4 separate regions of the Mus musculus genome follow, and regions 2, 3 and 4 are each linked to region 1. A link is a contact called in public ChIA-PET, HiChIP or PLAC-seq and promoter capture Hi-C data. All regions are on one chromosome and are shown on one strand. The core of a region is the stretch at or near the end of the contact, and the rest is flanking DNA. Distances in the headings are between cores, read along the strand shown. Region 1 holds the start of Rnf38 (ring finger protein 38). Region 2 holds the start of Ccin (calicin). Region 3 holds the start of Clta (clathrin, light polypeptide (Lca)). Region 4 overlaps Clta (clathrin, light polypeptide (Lca)).

Region 1 (7,918 bases), core at 2,447-4,946:
CTACCGCTATTCACCTTATTTTCTTGAGGCTGAGTCTCTCACTGACTGTAGCTATTAAATCTACAGGGTGCAGCTGCCTCCACACTACCTCGCAAGACGAGGGTTGAAGGCAAACACTGCCACAGCTGGCTTTGGGTCTTCATGCTTTCATAGAAAGCACTTCACCTAGTAAGATATCTCTTCAGACTGTGCAAGGGTCTTTCTAAAAGTTTATATGGCCCTACTGGTGCCATATATGAGCTGGAATTATATATATATATATATATATATATATTTTATTTTATATGCATTGATGTTTTGTCTGTATATATGTCTGTGTGAGGGTGTCAGATCCTGAAGTTACACACAGTTGTGAGCTGCCATGTGGGTGCTGGGATTTGAACCCAGGGCCTCTGGAAGAACAGTGTTCTTACTCACTGACCCTTTTCTCCAGCCCCTGGAATAAGATTCTTGTACTTCTCTTGTATTTATTATTGTCTTTACCCATTTTAGATAGATAGGTACGTCAACCAGCTTTTAACTAGCTATTTGTTACACTACTACTACTCTCCAAGGTGGTTGCACACAGTTCCGTTCCCATTAACAGTATATAAAAGTACAGTTTATTAATCCTAGCAGTCAAGTCAGGAATTAGGGAAGGTGCATCTCTGTGAGTTCAAGGCCAACTTGGTCTACATAGCAAGTTCCAGGACAGCCAAGACTACACAGTGGGGCCCTGTTTTTAAAAGTATTTCCCATCTCCCACAGGGCTAGAGCTATAGTTCTGTGACAGAGGACTTGCTTAGCATATAGGAGGCTGGGTCCTACCCTTAGCACAACAACAAAGCAACAGAAGTTTATTATTTCTCTACAATCTTACTAATGCTCACCAGAACATTTAAGTTCTGCCTGGCTGACAGGAATGAAATAGCATATATTGCTGTTCAATTTACATTTGTCTGATTACAAGTCTTTGACAAATAAATGTTCATACACACACACACACACACACACACACATATACATATAGGTGGAAATACATGCTAAATGTGTTTCTTATAGTCACAGTTTGTTTGTACTATTAGGAATAAAACCCAGGGCCTGAAAGGTACTAGACAAGCACTCTCCCTTCTATTACATTTCAAAACAGGATTTTGAGGCTCAGCAGTTATGATCACTGGCTACACTTGAAAAGGGCCGAGGCTCAGACCCTAGCACCCAAATGAAGGCTCACAACAGCCTGTAACTGGACTTCCAGAGTTTCTGACACTCTAATCTGGCCTTCATGTGATGCACATACATAAACACCTGCAGACAAAACGCTCACACATGCAAAATAAACCTATTAACCAGGTGTGGCAGCACAAGTCTTTTTAGTCCTTCCACTCAGGAGGCAGAGGTAGGTGGATCTGTGAGTTCGATGCCAGCCTAGTCTACAATGCAAGTCCAGGACAGCTAGGGAAGGCTTAGAAAAACCCTATCTTGAAAACACACAAATAAGTAGATAAATAGATAAATAAATAAATCTTTAAACACATACATACATACATACATACACACACACACACACACACACACACACATACACACATGCAAATCTGTAACAAAATCCTAGGATTTTTCCTAAATTGACCAGGCTTCCCACTTGCTGCGGTGACCAGCTGGCCTGAAACTCTTAATCCCTCAGTCTTCCTAGTGCTGGGACCACAACCCCAAAGCAGCCTTCCAACAGCACCCAAGACAGAAAGCTCAGGTACAGTGCAGGACAGTAAAGAAACAGCTGACTTTAAGGAATCAATCTGGAGAAAAGGCCTTAATTAATTCACTTGCTAATTAGTCTTTCTCTTCCTTCTTTTGTCAAGCCTTACTTTCAAGACAATACCTTAGGCACTCTAGGGTCTGTATCCTTAGGGATGAGAATGAAGAAAGTAGGTGAAGTTAAGGGCAGCATGAGTCTATAACATATTACAACTGTCCTTACCAAAACAAAACCAAAAAAAAAAAAAAAAAAAAAAACCACACACAAAATTATGTCAGACCCATAGGAAAACTCTATATTGTAGACAGCGCTCAGCTTGAAGAGGCTCACTTCAAACTTACCCTATTTGCTTTGCTTGCCTTTTGGAAGCATCCCAGTCTTTTTCTCTAAGCTATCTGCTCTCCTCCCTCCCCTTCAGCAATCCCTTTATCTCCCTTCCCCCACAATAACTACATACCCTCTCTTTTTCCCCATTCCACAGCTTCTACTGATCTTTCCTCATTGCCTGCTATCCTTCCATTGCTTTCTCCTCTGGAAATAATTATTATCCCCTCGCCTTTTCTAAGATGCACGCAGAGTAAAAGCAACTCGCCTAATCACCCCAAGTAAGAATGGATTCCTCCTGAATTGTAAAGCAGGCAGGAGGGTGAGTTGTCCTAACCCTCCCAACTTCCTTCCCCCTTCTAGGACAGCTGCTCTTCCTCAGAGAATTCTCCAAGTGTGTTAAGTCCAGACCATCTAGAAAAGGCTCGGATGGCCTTCTGTCGCATGCATGCTTTTACCAGGACCAGTTATGTATTTCTGTTCCGGGCATAAACAAAACTCGGGCAATTTCCTGGAAAAAGACACTGTATAAACAGGCCTCCTTCCCTTTCATTCCCGCTGGGCTGGCTTAGCCTATGCAGTAGTGAGAAGGCTGACCTGGAGAGGGCCAAACGGTCCCCGAGTCAAGTTTCCAAAGCTCTACTCCACTACCTCAATAAAACCCTCTCGGAGCACATCCCCCTCCCCGCCCCCGGCAGGAGTCCTGCTCGCTCCAGCTCCCAAAATCGGCTCCCCAGGGCACTAAGCTCCCGAGGCAGCTCCTGTTTCTCCTTCCTACCTGTCCTGGTCAGCTTAGCATAGGTTAGCTACCCTGGTGGGTGTGCCAGGGCGCAGGCCCCAACCCCCTTCTTCCTACCACTCCAGACTCAGGGGCTGGGGACTCTGCCTCCTCCTCCCAGCCCCCTCGGCTGACGGCCCGCGCCAGCTCCAGGGTGGCCCTGGTTCTCAGCCAAGACACGACTCTAGCTGGCTTTGTGACCTTGGGCAAGTCACTTCCCCCGGTAAGCCTCAGTTTCCTCCCCGGCAGAGCCGATTCCTCACGAGGTCCTGCCCTGCCCACCCCGCAGGAAGGGGCTGCCCAGCGGGTGCGAAAACGCTTTGTGAGGCGCTCTGCCCGGCGGAGGAGCAGGGCTCCCGGGGTCTCCCGGGCTGGACAAAGCTGTGGCGGGCAAGGCTCCTCCCTCTCCGCGGGACCCCTTGCCCCGGACTGACCCTCACCCCTCCCCGCACAGCCCGCCCCGCCCCGCCCCGCCTCGCCGGCAGACCCCGTACCTGCTCCGGGCGCTCTGCCGCAGGCACCGACACCCTGCGCCCCGCTCCGAAGAGGCCCGTGGCCCGGAGGGCTAAGGCGGCCGGCGGTGATGGGCTCGGGCCGGGGCGGCGGCGGGGGCGGCGGGGGGCGCGGGCGGCGGGGGGGCCCGAGCTCGGCGGGCCCCGGCCTGGGAGACGACGACCGAGGCTGGAAGTGCGCGGCGGCGGCGGCTGAGGCGGCGGCGGCGGCGGCGACCGCGACCGCGGCGGCGGCGCTTCCGCTCATGGCGGGGCCGCGGGCAGCGGCTCGGACTGCGACTCGACTCCGGCGCGGCGGGCGCTGGCTGGGCCCGGACCGGCGGCGAAGGAGGCTGTGGCGGCGACGGAGGCGGCTCCCGGCGGGCCAGGAGGCGGAGCCGAGCCGCGGCGGCGGCGGCGGCGGAGGGGGCGGGGACGCCGGGGGGCGGGGAGACCGCGCCGCGCCGCCAATGAGCGCTGGGCTCCGGGCCGTGGCTCCCGGGCGGCGTCTAGGGGGATCCTCAGCAGCCGCGGCCCGCCCAAGCGGGGAGGCCCGGGCCAAAGCTCTCGGCATCTGCGCCCCAGCCCGGTGCTGCCCCGCCCCCGGCCCGCCTCCGGGGCGCGGCCGCGGGCCTCGGAGGCCAGGCCGACCGCTGCGCAGGCCCTGCCGCTCTGCTGCCTCGGGCGGTGTCTGCGCTGGGGAGTGTACCCCGGTCCGCCCCGGTTAGCCTCAGCCTGCCGGGCGTTCCTCTGCCTTCCCTGCGCCTGCCTGCCTGCTTGCTTCCTGCCTCTGCCCCCTGCACGTCGGTCCTCCCTCCCGGTTGTCTCCTCAAAGTTTGTGCTTTTGAGACACTTAGGAAAGAAACTCTCTCTTCGCTTCTGAGGCTGATTGGTGATAGATCAGTCTCCGCGGAGCCCTAGAGAACCGCAGAGGCGGAGACGCAAGAGTTGGAGATGAACGAGCGCCCTTCCCTGAGTCCTGGAGACCCATCTTGAATTCCCAGCAGAAGCCAGTCCGACTCAGCGGTGGTCCTCGCCCCTGTCTCCGACTTTCTCTTCCTCTTTCTCACTTTAAATACCCTTGTCGGGAAAGCCCTGACAGGAAGCCGTCCAGGCAACTGGGCCTAATCTCAGAAGAGGAAGAGGCTTCGAAGTGAGGAAACATTCGGAGCTGTACTGAAGGCTTTCCTATTATTTGGGGAAGATTTCTGAGGATTCAAAACACCATCATTCCCCCTCCCCCCGGTCTGCCCTCTTTTCTCAAATGCGATGTTGGCGGCTGAACCGATTATCTTCCCATCATTCTCTGGCTCTCGGCGTTATCCATGGAAGAGCAAAATAAACCCAACCATGTGCTGAGTAGAGTCTCTAAGTACAGGCATGTGGGTAAGGGTGCAGCTAAGCTGCTGGCTAGATTGTTTTAATAAAAATTAGCCTCAGCTTTTTCCCTGCACCATGCAAAGAAAGACTGGGAGGGCAAAGCAGACGATCTTTGGCAACAGACATTTCCAAGTCCGCAGTTGACACTAGATGATGCATTGTCTTTCATCTATCCGGTCATTAGCGGTGCTCAGAAATGAAGCTACGACGATAATAACGATATTGTCCAGGCCTTCAGAGAGCTTGCAATCTCCTTGGAGGTCAGAGAGTCTTAGAAGTTATGGATGATAATTGCATCAGAGAAGATCATTCTTGGTCACTTGAGATATTTGTAGTCAAATTTCTGAGCTACACAGAACCTATCTCAAAAAACAAAAACAAAACAAAACAAAAAAAAACCACACACACACACACACAACAACAACAAACCTTTTAAAGATCTTAAGAGCCGGACGTGGTGGCACACGCCTTTAATCCCAGCACTCAGGAGGCAGAGGCAGGCGGATTTCTGAGTTCGAGGCCAGCCTGGTCTACAAAATGAGCTCCAGGACAGCCAGGGCTATACAGAGAAACCCTGTCTCGAAAAACCAAAATAAAATAAAATAAAATAAAAAAGATCTTAAGGATGAGTAGTTCACCAAGAAGGACAGCTCGGGGAAGCTGTACTGAAACACAGTGAGATTATCTTTGACCAAAGGACCTAAATTTTCCTGCATTTCATCCCTGAGTTTCTTGTCACAGGAGAGTCAGATAATGTATTTTCAGGCCAGGGCCTCCATCCTAATAAGGCCACTGAAGAACATCTGTAAACTACTGTCCAGAGGCATCGTCCCTTTCATGAATCGCAGCCATCTTGAGCATTGTTTACCCTGTTTTTGTTGTTATTGTTGTTTTGTTTGTTTTTCAAAACAGGGTTTCCTCTGTGTAGCCCTGGCTGACCTGGAACTCAGGCTGTAGACCAGGCTGGCCTTGAACTCATCTGTCTGCCTCTGTATCCTGAGTGCTGTGACTTAAAGGCGTGAGCCACCACCACCCAGCCAGGTTAGTCTCTTTTTATCCCCACAGTCAACACCCCAGAGTCATCTCTTACAGCTCCAAGCTAGAGCAAATGTCTTAAGTGACCACCCTAAAGAGAAAGAACAGACTAGCAGTGTAGTCTAGTCAGCCCAAAGAACCCATCAAAGGATGCCTTGAGACCAGGAAGAAATGAGAGAGGGCCCAAAAGCCCTGAGTCATCGCCACACCCCCTAAGACATCATGAAAGCCTGGGCCCTCCTGCCTGCTGTGGCCCACTGGCCATTCTCCATTGGTGATTAGTGAGAGAGACTAAATCTATGGGTGTAGAAAACCCGCAGGTGTAAGAGATCAATAGGGTTGATCACTAAGGAGGTGCTGCAGAGGTCAGAAGGAAGAAAAGATTGTGAGGAGATCAAACTGGGAAGTTGATCTTTTGGTTATTTTGGGGTTTTTTGTTTGTTTGTTTATTTTTGTTTTATTTTTCAGCGCTGAGGACTGAACCCATGACCTTGCGTTTGCTATGCTAGCTCTCTACCACCTAGCTAAACCCCCAACCCCCAAACTGGGGAGTTGAAATGCTGGATATGTACACAGTGCAGCATTATTCATCTGTAAAGAACAACAGAAGCTCACCATGTGCAGCTAAAGAAGTGGATCTGGAAGACATCATGTTGAGACAAGTACTACATGCTCCTCTCACGTGCGAAACGTTTTACAACATAAACCCCATAGGCTGTGGAGATGACAAACCCCACACCCAAAGCACCATTCTCCGAGGACCCATGTGAAAGGACAGAATTGGCTCCAGCAAGTTGTCCTCTGACTTCCACACAGCCTTCATAGCGTGCACTCACGCCACCCCCCAACCTACCCACCCACACAAACACTTAAATGTAATAATTTTGTAATAAAAAATGTAGCCCAGCGGTGGTGGGACAGGCCTTTAATCTCAGCACTTGAGAGGCAGAGGCAGGCAGATTTCTGAGTTCGAGGCCAGCCTGATCTACAAAGTGAGTTCCAGGACAGCCAGGGCTATACAGAGAAACCCTGATTCGAAAAACCAAAAAAAAAAAAAAAAAAAGAGAGAGAGATACACATGGTCACACATGCCTATAATCCTACACTGGAAAGCAGAGGCAGGGGGAATGCAGATGTGAACCTGTATTTCATGCACAAATAAATAAATTAAAATTTGGAAATATATAAATGAAAATTTATGTTAAAAATCAACAGGCAAGTAGGATAGTGATTACGGAACATTGGGAAGGGTGGGAAATAGGTGGTTGGATTTTACTTGTGCTAAATTGTATACATATGTATCTGTATCATACCGAATCCTATTACTATGTGTAATATGTGTCTAAAAGATAAGGCTAAATTATACAGTCTTGAACGCCATGTTGAGGGGCATCAGAGCTACTTATGTGGTGAGTGAAGGGGCTCGCTGGAGTCACTGAGGAAACACCATGATCAGGACACACTTTGGAAACACTCTGGATGAGTGTTACATAGGAGGTGGGTCAGAAGAAAGCATGACACCAGAAAACGGGCTACAAAGCTCTTAGGCAAAGGGTGAGAAAGATCCAAACTAAGGCACAGTGGTAGGAATAGAAGCCATGACGGTGTAGAGTCAAAGGCAGCTGGGGCCAGAGAGGTGGCTCGGTGGTTACAAGCACTGTCTGTTCTTTCTTTCTCTCTCTTTCTTTCTTTCTTTCTTTCTCTCTTTTTCCTTCTTTCTTTCTTTTTTCCTTCCTTCCTTTCTCTCTCTCTCTCTCTCTTTCCCTCTTTCTTTCTTTCTTCTGTGTGTGTATGCATTCACATGTGTGTATGCATTCACGTGTGTGTGTGTGTGTGTGTGTGTGTGTGTGTGTGTGTGTGTGTATAAGCCAGGGGATGACTCGCTGGGGTCAATTCTTTCCTACCATGTGGACTCTCAGGGATCTAACCCAAGTGGTTATGGTTGGTGGCAGGTCTTTATCTGCTAAGCCATCTCACTTGGCACTGTCCGCTCTCTCAGAAGACCTGGTTTCAATTTGCAACACTTACATGACAGCTCACAGCCAACCTCAACTTCAGTCTCAGCCAACCTGCACAAGCACCAGGTACACGTGTGTTACACAGACATACATGCAAGCAAAAACCCACATGGATAAAGTAAAATAAAAATATTTTTAAAAACACAGGACATAG
Region 2 (7,918 bases), core at 1,409-3,908, 250 kb before region 1:
TAGAACTTAAAGACTATATATCTAAAGGGGACCTTGAACTTCCAATCATCCTGCTCCTATCTCTTGAGTGCTTGGATTAGAGGCATGGCTCACTATACCAAGTTGGCATGGTTCTCAGGATCCAACCTACCGCTCTGTGCGTGACAGGCACGCATTCTACCCACTGAGCTTTGTCCCCGGCCCAGTTTAATGAGCTTTTACATTTTTAACTTTGAGACAGTCTACTATGTTGCCCCAGGCTGGCCTAAATTTAGGCCTTCCGAAATCTGAGACACATATGGACTACCGCACCCCCACTATTTGTTTAATTTTAAGGTCTACACATGTGGAGCACCACACCCCAATTTTTGTTTTGTTTTAAGGTCTATGTTGCCCAGGCTGACCTTAAACTTTTGAGCTCAGAGTCCCTCCTGCTTCTGCCTGCCGAGTAATGGGATTCTTTGAGTCTTGAGTTTGTTGAGGATGGGAGCTTTGCAACTAAGACCTAAGACCGGAAACTGTGGCAAATGCTCTCCGGTTGAACAAGCCTCTTCTCTCCAGGCCTTAGTCAGGTCTGTCAGATCCTCCCAGACCTCCATGATCTCCAGCTGGAGGCATACGGTGAGTGAGCTCATTTCTGTCCTGGTGCTCTGGGATCTGATGACCTTCTGCTTCCGGTAAATGTCCCAGGAAGTGGGGTCTGACAGTCAGGATGCCACTGGATTCAGGCATCCTTATCAGACTCACGATGCTTCCTCTGGCCAAGTGGCCCCTGTTTCTCAGGTGATGAGACCTGGAGAAGCGTGCAGAGCTGAAATTCCCTGAGAGAAAGAGAGACAGAGACACACACACAGAGAGAGAGACACACACAGAGAGAGAGACAGAGAGAGACAGAGAGAGAGACTAGGTAGTGGGGAACTGAGCTCAGCCACATAGGGAGTTCTTTGAAGTGGGGCTGGAACCTAAGTACCCCAAGCAGGGGGACAGAAGTTCTAACCCCTTCACAGGCATCACATCCAAAGAGACTATCTGCCCCAGAAGTCAGGTATCAAGATGTGTAACTTCACTATTAAAGTATAATTGTTTAAAAAAAAAAAAAAAACAAAACTTCAATTAATCCTAGCACCTGAGAGGCAGAGACAGGTAGATCTCTTGAGTTCAAGGCCAGCCTAGTTTACATAGAGGTTCCAGGACAGCCAAGGCTACCCAGAGAAACCCTGTAACAAAAACAAACAAGCAAACAAACAAACTTTAAATTACCAAGTTCCTAGATAAGGAAAAGGCTAGGTGTGGGATGGAAAGATGAATGAGAATCCAAGCCAGCAAGAGGGCTGGAGAGTGGTGGGTATGGAGCTGACAGTCACTCTGGGAGGGGCGTTCAGGAGGACCAGAAGGTCTGGAGTGAGGCTTGGAGCCCACAGTGGAGATGGGGTCTGCAGTCAGGTCCTCCTGACCAGTACAAGTGACCATATGGCACGGTTCTTCCTAAGAGGTCCCAGGGTGGCTTTGGTCATACACCATTGCCGGGCTCTGTCCACATCTGTAAAATGAGAACAGGTGTGGGTCTGCCACACTGTGAGCCCCGGGTCCAGACGTATGAGTTTCAGAGTCGCTCCTACACAAAGGAGCCCTAGGCGGGACAAAGCAGGCAGAAAGGGACGCCCCGGGGCGGGTGAGTTTCCTCTCTACGCCATTGGAGAAGCTGAGCACGGAGGCGGCGTGCTTCTGGCCAGGAGGTGACCCTGCAGCGCCACCGTGCGGCCGAAGCAGGCTCCTATAACCCGTCGAGGGCTTCGGGGATGCCCACAGCTGTGGTTATATCAACTAAGAAACAAGAACTGGCATTTATTGGAACGTTTGCTGTAAGCTAAGCGCTGTGCCTGCTGCACTTTGAAGCGAGTATTCTCATCTCACAGAAGAGGAATCTGAGGCCTGAGTGAACTGGTCTAAGAAACTCGGAGTGGAGAGGCCGAATCAGGCATTTCCCCAGCATTTTACTAGATACTTGGAAACCTGGTATGGGAAGTTTCCAAACCTGGTATGGGAGGTTGGAAACCTGGTACTGGCGTTTCCAAGTCCTCCCATCTTCCTAGGGCTGGCTGGCCCCTCCATTTCTGCTCCAGTGAGTGTCACCCACTTCTCCATGAAAACTGTATTCTGACTACAGAGATCAGAAGCCAGAGGGTTTGTCTTCTCAGACGTCCAGGAACCTTGGTAGAAAAAAGGGCCTTCAGGGCCTAAGAATTGAACCATGAAAACTGTCTGGTCCCCACTTCCTGAAGGGGTGAAAGGGTTGTAACGCCCCACACTGTGGGAGTTCCAGGTTTGCTCTGCCTCTAACTGCCTCTGTGACAGGGGGAGTCCTTCCTCAGCAGGACTTCAGCCTTCTGGTTAAAAGGGAGGCTTCTAGATCATGGTAACCTCTCCTCCCACCCTAAATTTTCCCTCTCCACAGCTGCTCTCTGCCCCACCCAAACCAGTTCGAACATTCCCGGCGAAGCCGAGGACTGTGACTTGAAAGGCCCAGGGGGACACCGTGGCCCCATTCCAGAGCTTCCTCTGAAGCTCTGGGGAGAGAAAGGCCTGGGGGCGGGGAGGGGGCTACATTATGATGACCTCATCCATTCTATGACGTCACCCTCTCTCCCACGCCCACTCCTCTCTGGTCAGCTGCTCTGCAAACAACCATCAGTACAAACCCCAAAGGCCTGGAAAAGTCTGCCCTCCGGTACCTGCTACGAATCTTCTGTCTCGGCCAACAAGAAGCACCATGAAACTGGAATTCACAGAGAAAAACTACAACAGCTTTGTGCTGCAAAACCTGAACAAACAGAGGAAGCGTAAAGAGTACTGGGACATGGCCCTGACTGTGGACCATCATGTCTTCTTCGCACATCGCAACGTGCTGGCTGCCGTCTCTCCACTAGTGAAAAGCCTCATCTCCAGCAACGACATGAAGACCACCGATGAACTCTACATCACCATCGACCCCAACTACCTGAGCCCAGCCACGGTGGACCAGCTCCTGGATTACTTCTACAGCGGCAAAGTGGTGATCTCAGAGCAGAACGTGGAGGAGCTGCTCCGGGGCGCACAGTATTTCAATACCCCACGCCTTCGGATTCACTGCAATGACTTCCTTATTAAGTCTATTCGCCGCGTCAACTGCTTGCGCTACCTCTTCTTGGCTGAGCTGTTCGAGCTCAAAGAAGTATCAGACTTGGCCTACTCTGGCATTCGTGACAACTTCCACTTCTGGGCCAGTCCCGAGGGCTCTATGCACTTCATGCGCTGCCCACCCGTCATCTTCGGTCGCCTGCTCCGGGATGAAAACCTCCACGTGCTCAACGAGGACCAGGCGCTCAGCGCACTCATCAGTTGGGTGTACTTCCGGAAGGAGGAGCGGGAAAAATACTTCAAGAAGTTCTTCAATTACATCAATCTCAATGCGGTCTCCAACAAGACGCTGATGTTTGCCAGCAACAAGCTGGTTGGCTTGGAGAACAACTCTGCCCACGCGACCTTGATCGAAAGTGTCCTGATGGACCGCAAGCAGGAGCGCCCGTGCAGCCTGCTGAGCTACCAGCGGAAAGGGGCCCTGCTTGACTCGGTGGTCATCCTGGGTGGCCAGAAGGCCCACGGTAAGTTCAACGATGGGGTGTTTGCCTATATCATCCAGGAGAACCTGTGGCTGAAGCTCTCAGAGATGCCATACCGGGCAGCCGCGCTCAGTGCCACTGCTGCTGGCCGTTACATCTACATATCCGGTGGCACCACTGAGCAGATTTCAGGACTGAAGACAGCGTGGCGGTATGACATGGACGACAACTCCTGGACCAAGCTACCTGACCTGCCCATTGGGCTTGTCTTCCACACCATGGTGACCTGCGGGGGAACAGTTTACTCAGTGGGTGGGAGCATTGCCCCACGCCGGTACGTCTCTAACATTTATCGCTATGATGAACGCAAGGAAGCCTGGTGCTTGGCGGGGAAGATGAGCATCCCTATGGACGGGACAGCAGTCATCACTAAGGGTGACCGGAACCTGTACATTGTCACTGGGCGATGCCTGGTGAAGGGCTACATCTCCCGGGTCGGTGTAGTGGACTGCTTTGACACCTGCACGGGGGAAGTGGTCCAGTGTATCACCTTCCCCATCGAATTCAACCACCGGCCCCTGCTCTCGTTCCATCAGGACAACATCCTTCGTGTACACAGCCACCGGCAGAGCGTGGAAATCAACTTACAGAAGATCAAGGCCAACAAGTCGACAACCTCAGTACCTCTGTTGCCCAACAGTTGTCCCTTGGATGTATCCCATGCTATCTGCTCCATTGGAGACAGCAAGGTATTTGTATGTGGGGGTGTCACCACAGCCAGCGATGTCCAGACCAAGGACTACACCATCAATCCTAATGCTTACTTGCTGGACCAAAAGATAGGTGAATGGCAGACCCTTGCCTGCCCACCTGAGGCACTGGACTGTCCTGCCTGCTGTCTAGCCAAGCTGCCTTGCAAGATTCTTCAAAGAATTTAAACAACTTTTTAAGTGGGAGAATAAGTAAATGCATTATTATTCACAATTTAATGACAGAAAGCAAGGGAGGAATGTGACTTTGGATTCCTTTTAGTGGGGGGTCAATGCTTGGGGCTACACATGTTCCTGATGGATAGGATTCAGGGTTAATATCTCAATGGAGGTAACTAGCAGAGATGGGGTCTCTGGTTGGTGGTCTACAGTGGGTAGATTAATTAATTAACTAGTTAATTAATTTTGTTATTCCAGCTCTGGAGGTCTCTAAACTGAGTCAGGAAAAACAATCCTTGGTGGTTGTGGGATTGAAGTTCCTCCCAGACTCTGGGCTAGGGGATGTTTGAGTGGTGCCCCCCCCCACCCCCAATCCCTGTAGTCACCTCTCAGGGATCTGCTAGCATAGTAATCTCTGCTCAGAGTAGTGATGGCATGGGCTCTTCCAGCATGTGTTTGCTTCAGGTCTTCTTGGGAGACAGGAAAGGACCTCTCCTAAGCCCAGGAGAGTAGCCTTGTAGGCTGGGGAGGAAGGAGGTGTGTGGGCAAGTCCAGGGACAAGCAGGGTCGATGGCCTGTTGTATTTGTGTCACCTAGGGTGGTTTATGTCTCATCTCGGGGGAAGTTGAGGATTACTTACAATGGTCACTGCTTCTAGTTGGAGAGGTTCACGGAGAACGTTCTCAGGAATGTGAGGTTTGAATCAGGGGTGGACAAGCTACAGTAAAGGGAGAAGAAAGAAATCCAGATCAGTAGTGGAGTGAAGCTGTAATGGGGATCGGGAGGTAAACTCGGGTACCAGCTCAAGAACCCACTAGCTTATCCTGGGCAAATTAACTTATATCTCTGTGCCTTCATTTCCTCTTCGGTAACAGAGATATGGTGAGACCACCTAACTAATAGTGTAAGTGTGGAGTCTTACTGAGTGGAATGCCCAGGACAGATAGTCCCCTGCATGCACTGTGCTGAGGACACCCCCCCCACCCCACCCCCCACACACACACGACTTCTGTCACAGGATCCTATTCTGTAGCTCAGACCCCTTGGGAACTCACTGTGTAGCTGAGACTGGCCCGGAAGGATGACCCCCTGCCTTTACCTAATGCCTCTTTTGTAGCTTCTAGTGCTGGGATCACAGGTGTGTGCTCCCACATCCAACTCAGAATTACCCTGTTAAAGGATAAGCCTTGCTCCATCCAAAGATTTCCAAGATCCATTGCTTCAGGATGCCACTGAAGGGTAAAACCTGGTGTCGAGAAAGTCCTCTTATAGAAACCAATTACCTAAAGAATCCCCAGTGTTTTTCTAAATTTCTCCTTTAGATAACAGGTATAAAGTCTGGAATTCAAAATTGGAATATTTTGGTCCAAATTGTATTATTCAGAAATGCAATAGAATTGTTTTTTAAAAGCTTTATGAGAAATAATTTATACTCCCTATAATGAACTTATTTAAAATATACAGCTTGGTGGGACAAGTTTCTCCTGCCTATAATCTCAGCAGTCAAGATGAGCCAGGCTTACACAATGAGTCTCAGGCCAGGCTGGGCTGCAGGGGGAGTCCCTGGTTCAGAAGGGGCTGAGGGCTGGAGAGACAGCTCAGTGGTTAAGAGCACTGGCTGCTCTTGCAGAGGATCCAAGCTCCATTCTCAGCACCTACATGGTGGCTCACAACCACCTGTAACTCCAGACCTAGGGTCTGATTCCCTCCTTCTGGCTCCAATGGTCACTGCATACGAGACACATGGTGCACAGACAGACACACAGACGTGCAAGCAAAACACCAATAGGCATAAAACAAAACAAAAGCCCAGCAATTAATCAAAAGGTATGCAGCTTTCGGGGTTCAGGGGTGCACACCTCTAAGGCCAGTGTTTCCTGGAGATGAGAGGATTGGAATTTCAAGGTCCTTCACAAATTCCATAGCAAGTTTGAGGCCAGCCTGAACTGCATGGGGACCCTGTCTTAAGAAAAGATAGCTTGGCACAGTGGCAAATGCTTTTTATCCCAGCACTTGGGAAGCAGAGGCAAGTAGATCTCTGAATTTGAGACTAGCCTGGTGGTCTACATAGTTCTAAGCCATCTGAGATTACACACTGAGACCCTATCTCAAATAATATATATATTTTAAAAATATGCAACTGGGACTGGAGAGATGGCTCAGTGGTTAAGAGCACTGACTGCTCTTCCAGAGGTCCTGAGTTCAATTCCCAGCAACCACATGGTAGCTCACAACCATCTATAGGGGGATCTGGTGCCCTCTTCTGGTGTGTCTGAAGAGAGCAATGGTGTACTACTATACATAAAAATAATAAAAATAAATCTTTTCTTTTAAAGTATACAACTAATATGGTTCTTAGTTCCTCACAGAGCCTTGCAATCACCATTAAAACTTTAGAATATAGTCTGTCTCAGAAAGAAACCCTGAGTCTGGGCATCATGGCTCACACCTGTGGTCTAGCATCCCCAACACTGATGCAAGAGTTTGCCAGGAGTTCAAGGCCATCCTGACCTACCTAATTCTAGGTTAGGTAGAGTGAGACTTTGTGTCAAATAACCACCCCCCAAAAGACCTGTCACTCTCTGCTGGGACCGCCAACCTCACCTCTTCAGCCCTAGGCAGCCACAGGTCTATTTTCTGTCATTATGAATCTTCCTGTTTTGGACAGTTCACATACATGAGATGTTTGTGTATCTGATCTGGCATCTCCGACTTAGCTTTGTGTTTTTGATGTTCATCTGTTATAAGGCATGCTATGCATCTTATACCATCATGGCTGATAAACATTGGATGATTTCTATTTTGAAATCATATGACTATAATGAATGATATTGACTTGAACATTACTATACACATTTTTATGACAGTTTATGTTCTCATTTCTGTTGGGTGAACACCGAGGAGGGTATGTCCAGGCCAATTGAGGAAATGAGGGACTTGATTCCCATAGCAACTGCTGACACTTCCCACAGCAAGGATGAGGGCTCTGAGGGCTCGGGTCCCCCAGGCCTCCACCCACATATACTGTCTGATTTGCATTTCTCTGATAGTTAAAGACAAAGAACAGGGCTGTCTCTGGCTACAGTGCCTGCCTTTGAATCCCTTTCCCTGTCTGCCACAATAGAAGATGCCTTAGTCTTACTGCAATGTGTTATGCCAAGGCTTTGATATCCATGGGAGGCCTCCTCTTTTCAGAGGAGAAAGGGAGGAAGGGGAGGAGGGTAGGAGGGAGGGAGGGAGGGAGGACTGGGAACAGAGGAGGGAGAGGAAGCTGTGATCGGAATGTAAAGGAAAGAATCAAAGACAATGAACACTTTTTCTTGAGTTTATTGGATGAAAGTTAATAAATAATCTTAACTTTTTCTGTACTTATCTGCTATTGGAGAAATTATTTCTATCAAAAGGGTTTTA
Region 3 (7,918 bases), core at 3,582-6,081, 230 kb before region 1:
AATAAAGCCAAATTTAAGTTGTATCTGTCTACCAATCCAGCTCTACAGAAACCACAAGAAGGAAAAGTTCAATCTGAAGGGTTATGCAAAGAATACATAACCCCAGGCCAGCAAATCAAAAGAGGAAAAAAAATCCACAGCATAACAACAAAATAGTAATAGGATCAATAAACAGTGCTCACTGGTAATTCTCAACATCAGTGGTCTCAATTCCTCCAATAAAGTGACACAGACTAACTGACTGGATACAAAACCAGATCTTTCTTTCTCCTGTATTCAAGAAACACACCTTAACATCAGAGATAGACATCATCTCAGAGTACAAATGAAAAAGTTATTCCAAACAAATGAACCCAGGAAACAAGCTGGTGTAGTTATTTTAATATCTGAAAAAGTAGACTTCAAACCAAAACTAATCAGAAAATGCAGGGAAAGACACTATATACTTATCAAAGGAAAAAATCCACCAAGAGGACATTTCAGTTCTAAACATCTATACACCAAACACAAGGAGTTCCTAAAAGAAACACTACTACAACTAAGATCACAGTATTGACCCTCACACAGTGATAGTGTGAGAATGCAATACCCCACTCTCTCAAAAATAGACAGATCATTCAGACAAAAACTAAGTAGAGAAATGCTGGCATTAATTAATCAAATGAAACTAGAAGACATTTACAGAACATTTAACTCAATACAAATAACTCAATATACTTTCTTGTCAGTATATCATAGAACTTTCTCTAAAACTGACCATTTACTTAGACACAAAACAAGTCTTTTTTGGGGGGGGGGTTTGGTTTTTGTTTGTTTGTTTGTTTGTTTGTTTGTTTTCGAGACAGGGTTTCTCTTTGTAGCCCTGGCTGTCCTGGAACTCACTCTGTAGACCAGGCTGACCTCAAACTCACAGATCTGCCTTTCTCTGTTTCCTGAGTGCTGGGATTAAAGATGTGTGCCATCACTCCTGGATAGCAACAACATCAAATTTAAAAACTCTTGGAAGTTGGACAACTCACTGAATTTAAAAATGTATTAACCCATAAATTAAGAAGGAAACAAAAAAACTTTTTAGAATCAAGCTAAAATATAAAAATAAAATCACAACACAAACAAATGAAGGTGATTCTAAGAGGCAAGTTCATAGCACAAGTGCCTACATAAAGAAAATTAAGAGATCTCTATAGTAACAACATAATGTCACACCTGAAAGTCCTAGAACAAAACGAATAAATAACACCCAGTAGATGGTAAAAAATGATAGAACTCTAGGCTGAAATCAATAAAATAAAAACAAACAAAATTTTTTTTTACATAGACTCAATGAAATAAGAGTTGATTTTTTTTTTTTTCCGAGACAGGGTTTCTCTGTATAGCCCTGGCTGTCCTGGAACTCACTTTGTAGAGCAGGCTGGCCTCGAACTCAGAAATCCGCCTGCCTCTGCCTCCCAAGTGCTGGGATTAAAGGCGTACACCACCACGCCTGGCAAGAGTTGATTATTTTAGAAAATCAGTAATACTTATAAACCTTCAGCCAAACTAACTAAAAGATAGAGAAAAAAGATTCAAATTAATAAAATTAGAAACAAGAAGAGGACAGAGGAAATCCAGAGAATCATAAAAACATACTTTAAAAATCTGTATTCCACCAAACTAGAAAACCTAAAAGAAATGGATAATTTTCTTGATATATATCACCTACAAAAGTTATGTCCAGGGCTGGTGAGATGGCTCAGTGGGTAAGAGCACCCGACTGCTCTTCTGAAGGTCCAGAGTTCAAATCCCAGCAACCACATGGTGGCTCACAACCATCTGTAATGAGATCTGACGCCCTCTTCTGGTGTGTCTGAAGACAGCTACAGTGTACTTACATGTAATAAATAAATCTTTAAAAAAAAAAAGTTAAGTCCAGATCAGATAAGCAATCTAAACAGACACACAATCCCAGGAAAATAGAAGCAGTAACTAAAAGTCTCCCAAAGAACAGCAACAAAAAATAAAACAAAATAAAAAATTCAGGGCCAGATGGACTCAGTGCAAAATTCTACCAGCACCTCAAGAAATGATTAATGTCAATACTTCCCAAAGTATGTCGCAAAAGAAAGACAGAAGAAACACTACCTAATTTTTTAATGAGGCATAATTACCCTGATACCTAAACCACACAAAGACCCAACCAAAAAAAAAAAATACAAACCAATTTCCCTAAAACACATAAAGAACCAACCACAAAGAAAATTACAAACTAATTTCCCTGATGAACATACAGGCAAAGTTCTCAATAGAATACTTGCAAACAAAATTCAAGAACACATCAAAAATTTCATCCACCATGATCAAGTAGGCTTCATGCAAGAGGTGAAGGGATTATTCAACATTTGTACAAAATAAATAAAACCCACCATATAAACAGACTAAAGAAAAAAACCTCATTGCAGGGAAGGCCTATGACAAAATCCAATATCTTTCCACGATAAAAGTTCTCGAGATTAGGGATCAAAGAGACATACCTTAACATAATAGAGGTGATTTACAGCAAGCCTGTAGCCAGCATTAACTTAAGTTGAAATAGACTCAAAGCATTTCTCCTAAAATTAGGAACAAGACAAGGTCATCTGTTCTCGCCATACCTATTTAATATAGTACTTGAAGTATTTACAGCTAAAACAATAAGACAACTGAAAGAGATCAGGGGATACAATTAGGAAAGGAAGAAGCCAAAGTATCTTTGAATTGTACCTAAAAATTCTACTACGAAATGTCTACAGCTGAAGAACACTTTCAGCAAAGTAGCAGAATACAAAATTTACATGCAAAACCCAATATCTTTCCTATATACAAAAGTCAAATGGACTGAGAAAGAGACCAGGGAAACAGAATCTTTCTCAATAATTAAAAAATATATATATTTTAGGGCAACTCTAACCAAGCAAATGAAAGACTTGTGTAACAAAAACTTTAAGACATTGAAAAAAGGAATTGAAAAGGATATCAGAAGATAGAAAGATGTCCCATGTCATGGATTGGTAGGATTAATATAGTGAAAATGGTCATCCTATCAAAAGCAACCTACAGATTTAATGCAATTCTCACCAATAGTCCAACACAATTCTTCACAGACAACTTTTCACAGGATGATTTTCAGCTTCATATGGGAACACAAAAATACACAGGATGGTTAATATAATCTTGGATGATGGAAGAACTGCTGGAGGCCGCAGCATCCTCAGTCTCACGTTGGACTACAGCACTATGGTAGTACAAACAAAGCGGTGTGGGCACAAAACCAAGCATGATGAACAGTGGAATCAAACTAAAGACCCAGACCCAAAGGTACAGACCCATTGAACACCTGATTTTTAACAGACCCAGAAATACTCACTGGAAAAAAGACAGCATCTTCAACAAAAGGTGCTGGTTAAACTGGATGTCTGCATGTAGAAGAATGCAAAGTGATTTGTGTCATGTCTATCATCAAGGATCTCAACACAAGGCCAGATACCCTGAACTTGATAGAAGACAAAATGGGAAACTCTATTGAACTCACTGGCACAGGAAAAGACTTCCTGAGCAGGAACACCATTAACACAGGCGTTGAGATCAACAATTGATGAATGGAACCTTATGAAACGGAAAGCTTCTGTAAGGCAGAGGACACTGTCATTTGGACAAAGAATTAGGCACAGAATGAAAAAAGATCTTTACCAGTTACGCATCTGACAGAGGGCTAAAACCAAAATATGTAAAGAATTAAACCAATTTCTACCCCCAAACACAACAACCTCTTCCTGAAAATCAAGACAACAAATAACCCAATTAAAAACGGGGCACAGAATAAATACAGTCTCCAAAAGATGAAACATAAATAGCATCTTTAATTTCTTTAGAATTAAATATTCAACATTCTTAGTCATCTGGGAAATGCAAATCAAAACTACTTTGAGATTTCATCTCACACCAGTAAGAATAGCCAAGATCAATAAAGCAAATGACAGCTCACAGCGGTGAGGATATTGGGTAAGGGAAACTCTCACCTACTGATGGTGAGCGTTGGAATTTTTTTGTATACTGTGTGAAGGTGTGTTTCTGTCCTCTTTCACTTGCCTAAAGCAGTCTCTGATTGGCTTTAATAAAGATCTGAGAGCCAATAGCTGGGCAGGAAGTAGAAGGCAGGACTTCCTGGTAGAGAGAAAGGGACTGTGGGAAGACTCATGTGCGGGAGGATCTGTGTGTTGCAGAGTTGGAAGGATTACGTGCTGGGTCCGAGTGAGAGGTAATGGCCACGTGACAGATGTAGATAGAATAAACAGGCTAATTTAAGTTAGACAAGGTAGTTGGGAGGCACCCAACTATAATGCCTGTGGGTCGCAACCCTCTTGAGGTTGTTGAATGACCCTTTTACAGGAGTTGCCTAAGATCATCAGAAAATGCAAATATTTATATTACAATTCATAACAGGATCAAAATTACATCTACGAAGTGGCAATGAAAAGAACTTTACGGTTGGGTGTACCACAGCGTGAGGAACTGTATTAAAGAGTCGCAGAATTAGCAAAGTTGAGGACCACTAACCCACAGAGGCACTTGCTCAGCCGTGTTCATTGCTGTCCTACTCATGATAGCCGGTATCACTGGGTAGTTGGTGATTGTACATTGACATCCTGTGTGTTGGCAAAACAGGAAAGCCCACAAAGATACAGTGTCTGTGAGAGGCAGTTGTGTCTGGAAGAGATGCAGTTTGGGTGTGCCTCTACAGGCCTAGATAGATAAGAATGCTAAAGAATTGAAAGTTCCCGCCCATTTCAAGGCACATTGCTTGGAGGAGGTCTGTGGTCTTTGCTCTATGACCTGAAGCAAAGTCAGCTGGATGGCCTTGAGCTGTTCCACTGTACAGGTGAAATGGTTTGGCCCCCACTGACTTGGCTTGGAGTCACCACCACCACCATGTCCGTGACTCTGCTCAGCCTGGCCAGGGTGTAAGGAGGAGCTAGAGACTTCTTTTATAGCAATGGACCTTTGAGAGAGCTCTGCTCACTTGGACTTTTGGGCTCTCTCTCTTTTTGGCTTGGCTTCATAGAAGGAGATCCAGGTAAGGTAGGGATTTGTTCTTTGGGCTAGCAGGAACCTCAGAGAACCAGTGGGCAGGACATAGGAGAAACAGGATTCTAGGAAAGAACTAAGGAGCCCTCTTGGGTTTGGAGGAGCTCAAGAGAAAGGTAGATTAGCTCAGTACAATGACACAGCTAGAAAGATTTCTAAGGAGCTAGCAGTTTATTGTAGAATCAGGCTTGTAAATAGATCTTTTGTAGTTAAGAAAGTAAAGTTACCTTGCTGAGCTAGTGGGGTTTTACCACAGCTCCTGCCTCCAGTGTTTTTATGGGTATAAATATTAAGTAAATTTAAAAAGATAATTATTACAAGCCAGAAATTGGAAACACCCTTGATGCCTGTGTTAGTCGGGCTTTCTATTGCTGTGAAGAGACACCATGGCCAGGGCAATTCTTATTAAAAAAAAAATGTTTAATTGGGGCTGCCTTACAGTTCAGAGGTTTAGTCCATTATCATCATAGTGAGAAGCATGGCGGCACACAGGCAGGCATGGTGCTGGAGAGCTGGCTGAGTGTTCTACATCTGGATGCAAAGGCAGCAGGAAGAGACAATGAGCCACTAAGCCTGGCTTGAGCTTCTGAGACTTCAAAGCCTGCCCCCTCAGTTAATCACTTCCTCTGAAAATGCCACACTTACTCCAACAAGGCGTTACACCTCTTAATAGGCCCAGTCCCTAGGAGCCTATGGGGCCATTTATTTTCTCTTCCTTCCTTCCTTCCTTCCTTTTCTCCCTCCCTCCCTCTCTCTTTCTTTCTCTCTCTTTTTCTTTCTCTCTCTTGAGAGGTTTCCAATCTTTTTGTTTTTGGATTGGATATTTTCTTTATTTACATTTCAAATGTTTCCCCCTTTCCAGGTCTCCCCTTCAGACCTCCCCACCCCCTCTTCCCTGCCTCTATGAAGGTCCTCCGCCCTGGCATTTCCCTACACTTGGACATCGAACACCCTTGGGCCCAAGGGCCTCTCCTCCCACTGATGTCCAACAAGGCCATCTTCTGCCACATAGGTGGCCAGCACCATGGGTTGCTCCATGTGTATTCATTGGTTGGTGGTTCAGTCCCCGGGAGCTCCAGTGGGGTCTGGCCTGTTGACACTGTTGCTCCCTCCATGAGGCTGCAAAACCCCTCAGCTTCTTCAGTCCTTTCTCCAACTCCTCCATCCGGGACCCCGAGCTCAGTCCAATGGTTGGCTTTGAGTTTCTGCCTCTGTCTTTGTCAAGCACTAGCAGAACCTCTCAGGAGACAGCCATATCAGGCTTCCATCCGCAAGCACTTCCCAGCATCCACAATAAAGTCCGGGTTTGGTGGCTGTATATGAGATGGGTCCCCAGGTGGGGCAGTCTCTGGATGCCCTTTCTTTCAGTCTCTGCTCCACACTTTGTCTCCATATTTCCTCCTGTGAGTATTTTGTTCACCCTTCTAAAAAGCACTGAAGCATCCACATTTTGGTCTTCCTTCTTAGGCTTCATGTGGTCTGTGAATTGAATCTTGGATATTCCAAACTTTTGGGCTAATATCCACTTATCAGTGAGTGCATACCGTGTTTGTTCTTTTATGACTGAGTTACCTCACTCAGGATGATATTTTCTAGTTCCATCTATTTGCCTGAGAATTTCATGAAGTCATTTATTCATTTATTTATTTATTTATTTATTTATTTATTAATTATATGTAAGTACACTGTAGCTGTCTTCAGACACTCCAGAAGAGGGAGTCAGATCTCTTTATGGATGGTTTTGAGCCACCATGTGGTTGCTGGGATTTGAACTCAGGACCTTTGGAAGAGCGAGCAGTCAGTGTTCTTACCCGCTGAGCCATCTCACCAGCCCCATGAAGTCATTTTTAATAGCTGAGTAGTATTCCATTGTGTAAATGTAACACATTTTCTGTATCCATTAATCTGTTGAGGGACATCTGAGTTGACTCCGCCTTCTGGCTATTATAAATATGGTGGCAATGAACATAGTGGAGCATGCATCCTTATTACATGTTGGAACATCTTCTGGGTATATGCCCAGGAGTGTTATAGGTGGGTCTTCAGGTAGTACTACGTCTGTGGGGCCATTTTCAAACTACCACGATACCCATCAATACATGAATGGATCAGGAAAATGTGGTATATTTACACAATGGCATATTATTCAGTTGTTGAAATCATGAGATTTTTCAGGTGAATGGATAGAAGTAGAAAAAAATCATCCTGAGTGAGGAAATGGAAAATTCAAAAATCAAATATAGTATTGAGATGCTTTGAGTGAGCAAAACCCCGAGGGCTCCTCTGTTTGTATGTTTAGTTCCCAGCTGATGAATCGTTTGGGAAGGAGTAGGAGGTGTGGCCTCCTTGTAGAAAGTGTGTAACTGGGGATGGACTTTGAGGTTTCAGAAGCGTACACCAGGCCTAGTGCCTCTCTCCTTGTCTGTCTGCTGCCTGTGTGTGGATCAGGACGTGAAGCTCCCAGCTACTGCTCCAGTGCCACGCCAGTCTGCTTCTTGTCTATGGTAAATATGAACTAACCCTCTGAAACTGTAAGCAAGCCTCTAACTAAATGATTCTTTTTGTAAAAGTCACCTTGGTCATGGTGCCTCTTCACAGCAATAGAACAGTAACTAAACAGGTGTGCATTCCTTTATATGTGGATATTACTGCTAAGCCTTTTAATAGGCAGGTTACTATATGAACAACTATGGAGGTTAATATGCAGTGAGGAACTAGAGGGGAGGGAAGTAGTCCCCAAGGAGGGGGAAATAGAATACATAGAGAAAAACGGCGGAGAGGAGGCTGGAACAGAAGGATTAAGTGGAGAGAGGAGGAA
Region 4 (7,918 bases), core at 1,976-4,475, 210 kb before region 1:
CTCTCTCTCTCTTACAAGATGCCAATTCTCGGAAGCAAGAAGCGGAGTGGAAAGAAAAGGCGATAAAGGAGCTGGAAGAGTGGTATGCGAGGCAGGACGAGCAGCTACAGAAGACAAAGGCAAACAACAGGTTGGTCCTTTCTCTGAGACTGAGTCAGATCCATTCGAGAACCCAGTCCAGGTTCCTGGCTGTGCCTGCCTTCTTAGAAAGGCCTTGGGGATCTGGAAGAAACTGCTAGAAACAGAGGCTACAAGTCTCCTGGGTCTTGTGAGCAAAATTCAACTTGGATTGAGTTTGGCTCTTAAACTGGGCCTGGTTTCATCAACTGTAATGGCAAGATCTGGGAAAGGTAGGCCCTGGAGCCCTGAGATGAAAGGTCAGCTGCAGAGTCTCGTTACTTTGGAGAGAATTACAGACTAAGTATACAGATCCCCTAAATGTAGCCTTGCCCTCCTAAAGAGGCTTTCTGAAGTCCGTCCTTAGCACGGACGTGCTCTGTAATTAGGTCGTTCAGGATGTCCCAGCATGGACTGCAGGATTGAGGCTTCACCGACGACTGCCTGTGCTTAGGAAGCTCTGGGCTCATGAACATGCTTTTAAAAGAGGGGCTGGAGAGATGGCTCAGCGGTTAAGAGCACTGACTGCTCTTCCTGAGGTCTTGGGTTCAATTCCCAGCAACCACATGATGGCTCATAACCTTCTGTGATGCAATCCAATGCCCTCTTCTGGTGTGTCTGAAGGTAGCTGCAGTGTGCTCTTACACACACACACACACACACACACACACACACACATTACACTTACTGAAAGTTAATACTGTGGGGAGAGAAAACACTCCGTCCCCTATCATTACCAAACAGTAGCTGTGGTATGCACTCATTTCGTAGGGGCCCTTACTTCTTGGAGGTAGCCTAGGGAGATGCTCAGAGTATAGCTCCCTGCCACAGGCAGATTAACTTTCTGCTGGATTCAGAGCCACCCACCTTTTACCAAGTAGGAGGCATGCCACTCATTTCATTGTTTTTTTAAAAAAAAAAAAAAAAAAAAGGACAAAAACAGATCCCAAGGCAGACTGGGCCTTAGGTTATTCGCTGTGGGCTGGGTCTGGCATTTCGGGGGCAGCTCTTAGAAGGAAATCTTTCAGAAAATATAGCCAGCTGATGCCATTGTGAAGCAACTATGACAGAATAAGTGGGCTCTTATTAAGACAGTCCTTTAAAACTCCCCGTGTTTCTTGATCATCTTTGACATTGTCCTTTGATGCCAAGCCTAGGCCTCTCAACCTGGACATGTCTCTGAGGGGTGTACTCTAAGACAGTGCCTTTCAGGTTCCATTTGAGTAAGGTGGGAAGGACTTTGGTCAGGGTCAGTTGCCATCCGGCCGCCCAGAGCCTCTGTGCTGATGTGAAGTGTGAAATGTCAGGCTCCTCTGCTCTTGCCACCTCAAGACGATTCCCCTCCAGGATCAGGTGTGGCTCTGCAGTAAAGAACGATGTTGCAGTGGGGAGTACACCCCAGCAAAAGTGCCTCAGCACCGCTCCACTCTGGAGGCCCTGGGGCAAGTCCACTAACATCGAGTCCCATGGCTTCAGCAACTTGACAAATAGACCTTCAAGCTTAATAATGAAGACATTGGGAACAGGCTTTCTATTGCACAAGTTTGTGCTTATTCCCTTTATTTAAAGGAATACCCCACGTCTATTAGAGGAACTTAACCTTAGAGGGTGAGGTTCTGAGCATGTAGTCAGATTGCAGTACTTTAGTTTACTCGGAATTGTAGAATGTTGAGTTGCCTGATCCTCCCTAGTTTCTGATTTTTTTTGGGGGGGGGGTTGAGACAGGGTTACTCTGTATAGTCCTGGAACTCACTCTGTAGACCAGGCTGGCCTGCCTCTGCCTCCCAGGTGCTGGGGTTAAAGGTGTGCGCCACAACTGCCCGACCTCCCTAGTTTCACAGAGAAGAGATTTCTTATGGAGTGTTAACACGTCGATGTCGGAAACCAGCTGAGTCTGCCTTATAAAAGCTGCTCACAGCTCAGGTCTGAGTGCATAAGGTTAGGGTATGCTAACCACCATCCCCACATCCTAGGACAGAAGATACGTTTTCTACTCTTTAATCCTGTAGATTTTGTTTTTTGTTTTTGTTGTTTTATTTTGATACAGTCTTTTCTGTGTAATCCTGGTGGCTGGCATCAAACTCAGAGAGATCCTCCTGCCTCTGCCTCCCAAGTGCTGGAATTAAAGGCCTGTACTACCACTGCCTGTCTTCGAGTGATTTCTTTAGAGGATGGTGGTTAGGAGAATTTATAAATCATTTGAGGTGCTAGGAATGAAGTTCTGTGATGCAGGACTTTGTGTTAAATCCTCAAAATGACATAGGGAAGGAGGGGTATCAGCCAAGCCATTGGTGGTACCACACTACTATAATTGGATACTCTGAAGGCTGAGACAGAAAGGAGGCTAACCTGGAACATAGAGACCTATTCTGAAATAAAACAAAACCCTTCACCACTTGGGAGCACATCCAGGCCAGGTCTTCCTGAGTGAGGTGAGGAGGAGTCAGCAGAAGGGTGGGGGCAACGCGGTGGTGGTGTTTGGTTCCTATGTAGCCGGTACTGTGTTGTCTATGCCAAACCTTATCTTTTACCCCAAGTTAGGGCCTACCTGTTGTTGCACCAGAGAGTGAATCATTCAGTTGTGGCCTATGAGAAAGAATTCCCTTTTCAGAGACTCAGAACAGTGGAAGTCTCCTGCAGTTCATGCTTGGGGGACAACTCTGCAGCATCTCCCTTCCCAAGCAAGAAGAGAAACATTCCCCTTGTTAGAGGTCTCTTGTGTTAGGACTTTCAGCTCTAACCAAAACCACTTGAGGAATTAAATCCACTATTCTTAGCAGTGGTAGACTTCTTTTTCCATGCCCACTGTAGAGCTATTTATAGAATGGAGTTCTGAATTGTTATTTTAGGCCTTTGGTCAGGCATTCCTCTCCCCGTTTCAGGCTTCCCTAAGCCCTGACAGGTGCTGATTCCAGGTCGGCCTTACCCTGGGAGGAGAGCAGACAGGTGGGGCGCCTGTGCGCTAGTGTCTCTAATTTTGTCTGTCAGAGGCCCTGCTTGTCTTAGAGACAAGCTCTTTATTCTTGGGGCTAGTAGTGAAGAGGCAGGGCCTCACCAAGGCCTTTGTTGTGAGTGATGCCCTGAGGGGAGGCTGCAGACCTTTCTTCTCCCCCAGTGAGAGCAAAGCAGCATAAATGGATTAGGCTAAGCCTTCTGTAAACTAAAGGGATTAGGGTGTAGAGCTGCCTGCCCTTCTGTGCCTCCCACTCGCCTGACTGACTCACCCGCAGCTTGTTTCCCTGAGTTACAACCAGGCTGCTCCTTTTGCTTTCTTTCCGTTTCCACAGATATCCTCTGTGTAGAGAATTAGGAAAGAATGAAGGGTATGTGTGTATTTTAAAAGTAAACTAAAACCGCCGGAGGTCTAGGTCAGTTAGTCGTGATTGCATGGCCTGTGTGAGGCCCTGGGCTTGGTCCGCAGCACTGCCTGAAGGGGATCCTCGCCATCCCCGCATTCCTAAGATTGGGAACGAGAGTAGGAGACCTAGAACATCAAGGGCATCCTCGGTTACCTGTCAAGTTTAAGGCTAGCCTGGGCTACATGAGGCCCCGTATCAAAATGAAATAAATAGAAACTGGAATATATGTTACTAGAATTTGCTTTCAGATAAATGTGTGTGTAAACTGATGAGTGACCTGATTGTCCTTTAAATGGCCTTCCAGCCAATGTCTGCCGCCTCAATTTTGGGAGGCCAGGACTACAAAGTGAGATCCTATCTCACAAAACAAAATTTTCCTGTTTGTTTGTTTGTTTGTTTAAATCCTAAAACAATATAGCAAAGAACAAGCTGAGGTTTGGCAGGGTCATTCCCAGTGTGCCTGTGCCCTGGTTAGTTGGGTCCTGCACATTCCCACCCCACCTGCCTCCCGCCCTCGAGTATATAAGGACTTGGTGAGGTCAGGATTTTAAGCTACACTTTGTCAAAAGCCCAGACTGGCATGTGTTTAGAAACTGCCCTGGCTTCCTGAGCAGACACGGAACCCTGGGGCCCAAACTAGCTTCCATTTCCCCAGAGCACTTACCCCAGCCTCTTCTACGTCTAAGGCGCACTGTGCAACAGCCACAGGTTTTTTGTTCCACCAAGCAAGTGTGGGAAAGCAATGGTTGGGTCCAAGATTTGGGATTAAATCTTTGGGGCTGTGCCCATCTGTTGGCTGGCAGTGGTCATACCCAGTGATAATTCCTGAGGCTGACAGAAAGTCAGCATGGCACCCTGAGCTGGCAAACGTTAGTGTGTAGTGAGGAAAACACGTGCACTGCGATCCACACTGCCACCGGCTGACCAAGTCTTCATCGCTGAGCCTCAGTCACCTTGCCTGGGAGGAAGGCGAGGACACCGTCAGCAACGGTGCTGACTAACGGTTGCCGTGTGTGGAATGGCATGTAGCCCATAACAGAGTGCTTACTAAAGGCTGTCGCCGGTGAAGCCCAAAGCTGACGCTGCAGTGCTCTCCTGTGGCGGGCACCAGGAAGGCCAGTTTCCAAGATGCCCCTCTCTGTGCACTGGAGTGCCCACCGCTGGAAGGCCCTGGGTCAGACGGAGCCCGGGGAGCAGTTCCCTGGGGACTGTCAGGTGCAATACTGTGGGGTTTAGATGTTTTCTGCTTCTCAATGTTCTCTCTTTTTTCCTGCCTGCTTGCCTGCCTTTGGACTTCTTGCTGTCTAGGGTGGCAGACGAAGCTTTCTACAAACAACCCTTCGCTGACCTGATTGGTTATGTGTATGTTGCAAAACTAATTCCTTTTCTTGTTTTGATTCTTTCTGTTTAGAGTTAATGCTCCTTTTTGTCACAAGTTGCTTTGCTTTTTAAATCTTTCACATTGGCTCTGTGGGGCTGCTTGAGAGTTGATAAGCTAGATATGACTGTTGCTAATCTTGCACAACTGTCACTCCCTGCTCTCCCTGTGGCCATTTGCATACTGGAGGTCCTGGAGGGAAGCAAGCTTCAATGGTCTCTCTGGGAAGGGTTTTTTTGGGCTTAGTTGGGTCTGACCACTTGCTGGTGCTGCCAGCTTCCAGGCCCTGCTGCCTGCCTGTCTGCCCCTGCGGAGCCTGCGGTGACCTAAGATGTTGGGGCCATGGTCTGCAGCACAATATTACCAGAGTCAGAGCCGGGGAGCAGGAGGTGGAGGCTCTGCCTTGCCAATTCCTGATCCTTAAAGAACATGAAGTGTCATTCAGTCAGGCAGTGTGGGTATCTGACACTGTTTCCCTGGTCTTAGATAGCAGAAATTGCTATTTTAGTGGCTAGCTTCTGGTGCCCTGCCCTCTTCCCCAGCACAGAGCCTCCCTAGTTGTGAAGTCAAGATACTCAAAACTGTCCAGTAAACTGCCGCAGTTTTCTCCCCCAGAAAACTACCTTTTCTAGCAAAGCTTTTTTGTTTTTAATAAAGATCCTTGTTAGTGACCTTAGTATTGCTGAGGACTTGGAAATAGTCCTGCTTCCTTTTTATGACAGAACTAGGAAGGAAAAAGAACAACTACTTGGGGAAGGTGGTAGACAGAGTCTCTTGGGGCCCATGACCCTGGGATGGCCACCTCATTAGACGGCAGAACTGGGTTTCCTGGGCCCCGGGTGAGTTTGCAGTGAAACTTGTGAAATGCTGGACTTACAGGTGGTGTTGGCTTTGACTTTTACACATTCTCTGGAGTAGAGAAATGGAGACTGGAAAAGTTGAGTCTGGGTTTGCTGGACAGCAGGGTGGCCCGCCAAAGGCAGCTGCACGCTCCCAGGCCAAGAAAGACCGGCAAGGGCATGTCTAGCTTACTGACCATCTGCATTGAGCCATTCTCATTTTCTATATCTGACCTAAAGTTTCTCCTTGTTTCTTTTCTTCTCTTCACCTTTAAGCACAAACATAAACCATCCTTGCTACAGCCTAGAACAGTTAAGTAAACCTTTCTCACTGCCCCTAACTGTGTGTGCCATGAAGTCGCAGTGTTGTAGTGGCTCTGGGCTTCAGCAGTGTTTGCCACGGCCATCCCTGTGATAGTGCCACCCTCTGTCCCCACAGACCGGTCATCTCCATTGCTTTTGCTTTGCCCGTGATGCTTGTTGGAGTAGCTGAAGTCCATCGTGTCTTTCCCACTTCTCCCACGTGCCTTTGGGCTGTTGCTCCAGCCAGTTAGTTCCCACAGGGCAGGCTGATCCCCATGTGAAAGAGTGTTGGAGTGGCATCCTGCCAAAAAGCAGCTCACATTAGCTCTCCTGCCAGGATCTTCCCTGAGTGGCACCAGATACCTGACTGGAGAGAAAATGGCAGACTGTTGGCTGAGCTGGTGAATGTCCTAACAACCCCTTCCAGAATGGCTTCAGTGTGGTGCCTGCTAGCATGGGTGCTTGGTCTTGAATACCTTCTGCTCTGCCCTGTTTCTCTCCAGCCTTAGGAGTGAGTTTGAGGCTATGATGCAGTGACCCGAGGGCTTTTTAGAAGTCTTAATTCCCTTGAACCTCAGTATGGCCCAGCACAAGCTACTCTGCAAGCCCTTGATCAGCCTGCTGCTTAGTTCTTGTTCAGAAAAGCAGTTTGTAGTTGGCCAAGGAGTTGATTTTTCATGCTCTGATGAGCAAAGCCAGCCATAGAGACAGACCAAGCCCTGAACCAAACCTGTACTCCGCCATTTCACAGAGCAGCCTGGGTACCTGTATCTAGGAGAGCTGGGCACATCTGCCCTTGCTTGTGGCCTGAGCTAGGGGCCAATACTCTCTGGAAAACCAGAATGCCACTAAGTCAAAAGTCACTTACTTTGTAGCAAGTTATAGCAAGACAGCCACCAGATTGCTCAAAGGGTTTTTTTGTTTGTTTTTTTTTTTTTTTACATTAAACCAACATATTGTGTTATTGCTTCCAGGGCAGCAGAAGAAGCCTTTGTAAACGACATTGACGAGTCATCCCCAGGCACTGAGTGGGAGCGGGTGGCCCGCCTGTGTGACTTTAACCCCAAGTCCAGCAAACAGGCCAAAGATGTCTCTCGCATGCGCTCAGTCCTCATCTCCCTGAAGCAGGCCCCCCTGGTGCACTGAAGAGCCACCCTGTGGAAACACTACGTCTACAATATCTTAATCCTACTCAGTGAAGCTGTTCACGTAATTGGATTAATTATGTTGAGTTCTTTTGGACCAAACCTTTTGTCTTTAGAGTTGATCATTGTTTGTGATTGCATGTTTCCTTCAACTGTGTTCTCCCTGGCATTCAGAGACGAGAGAGGAAGAGGAAGGGAGAGGAGCTCCCGACAGTAGCCTCAACCTGTGCTTTTGTGCATTATTCTGAGAATAAATTTCTGTTTCAAACAATGTATACATGAAGCATCTTTAATTGATCTGAAAATGGTCTTGCAGCTTGGGGGACAGGTTTAAAGGGGTGAGTGATTCTCATTGATTTCTGGGGCTGAGAAGACACAGCCACTGAGTGTCCACCGTTCTAAACTATAGTAACTCCATATGTCTGGTGTTTGGGGGTTGAGATACTAGAGAGTGAGTCTAGGGTCTTGGGTGCCATGCATGGAACCTGCTATTAGCCTATCAGCCACTCTCTTTACCTTCTGAAATAGGGGTCAAATTTAAGAACCAGGTTAAAGGCCTCTCCATAAGGCCTTACTCCTCCCCACGAACCTCCGTGGCCCCAGAACATGGCCCTTGGTTTTGGTACTGGCTACATGCCGTTTCTGGGGTTTGCTTGGATATGTGACAGTTTTAAATTTTGATATTATCCAGATGAAATAAACTAGAGGACAAAGTGATGGCTGTGAGTTCCAAGGCTAGATCATAAAGGGCAGCACAGCTGGCATGTTACATCACTA

What was found. ChIA-PET counts read pairs in DNA pulled down with a chosen protein or histone mark. HiChIP or PLAC-seq counts read pairs in DNA pulled down with a chosen protein or histone mark. Capture Hi-C pulls out chosen DNA fragments and counts their contacts.
Region 2: an RNA polymerase II ChIA-PET map of memory CD8 T cells shows a contact between it and region 1, with 34 read pairs. The contact joins the promoter of Ccin here to the promoter of Rnf38 in region 1. A contact is called at or near these places in 1 of 39 promoter capture datasets (pre-B cells), 2 of 484 Hi-C or Micro-C datasets (CD4 T cells and embryonic stem cells) and 2 of 115 datasets of contacts at active chromatin or transcription factors (embryonic stem cells and memory CD8 T cells).
Region 3: a contact with region 1 is called in a promoter capture Hi-C map of pancreatic islet. The contact joins the promoter of Clta here to the promoter of Rnf38 in region 1. A contact is called at or near these places in 1 of 39 promoter capture datasets (embryonic stem cells), 5 of 484 Hi-C or Micro-C datasets (CD4 T cells, embryonic stem cells and erythroblasts), 6 of 115 datasets of contacts at active chromatin or transcription factors (effector CD8 T cells, embryonic stem cells, extraembryonic endoderm stem cells and 1 more) and 3 of 9 other capture datasets (adipose tissue, liver and pancreatic islet).
Region 4: a contact with region 1 is called in an H3K27ac HiChIP or PLAC-seq map of microglia, with 4 times the contacts expected there. The contact joins the enhancer-like site here to the promoter of Rnf38 in region 1. A contact is called at or near these places in 3 of 39 promoter capture datasets (embryonic stem cells, pre-B cells and stem cell-derived epiblast-like cells), 7 of 484 Hi-C or Micro-C datasets (CD4 T cells, cardiomyocytes, embryonic stem cells and 2 more), 5 of 115 datasets of contacts at active chromatin or transcription factors (effector CD8 T cells, embryonic stem cells, extraembryonic endoderm stem cells and 2 more) and 3 of 9 other capture datasets (adipose tissue, liver and pancreatic islet).

Annotation. Positions count from the first base shown.
Region 1 is chr4:44,230,209-44,238,126 of GRCm38.p6, forward strand. It overlaps Rnf38 (ring finger protein 38), which reads right to left and starts at 3,697. Exons shown (of 12, transcript NM_001379580.1): 1 at 3,335-3,697. The coding sequence starts at 3,599.
Region 2 is chr4:43,980,846-43,988,763 of GRCm38.p6, forward strand. It overlaps Ccin (calicin), which reads left to right and starts at 2,659. Exons shown (of 1, transcript NM_001002787.2): 1 at 2,659-4,688. The coding sequence starts at 2,750. The coding sequence ends at 4,516.
Region 3 is chr4:43,999,612-44,007,529 of GRCm38.p6, forward strand. It overlaps Clta (clathrin, light polypeptide (Lca)), which reads left to right and starts at 4,832. Exons shown (of 6, transcript NM_001080384.3): 1 at 4,832-5,089.
Region 4 is chr4:44,025,431-44,033,348 of GRCm38.p6, forward strand. It overlaps Clta (clathrin, light polypeptide (Lca)), which reads left to right. Exons shown (of 6, transcript NM_001080384.3): 5 at 19-130; 6 at 6,971-7,416. The coding sequence ends at 7,142. Among named protein-coding and RNA genes, the nearest start is that of Clta, 25 kb to the left of the region's middle. Within about 2 kb of position 3,226, at least 85 of the 459 cell types and tissues checked have an H3K27ac peak or open chromatin away from gene starts, as enhancers often do. A contact at or near this core is called in adipose tissue, cardiomyocytes and microglia, where this site is marked.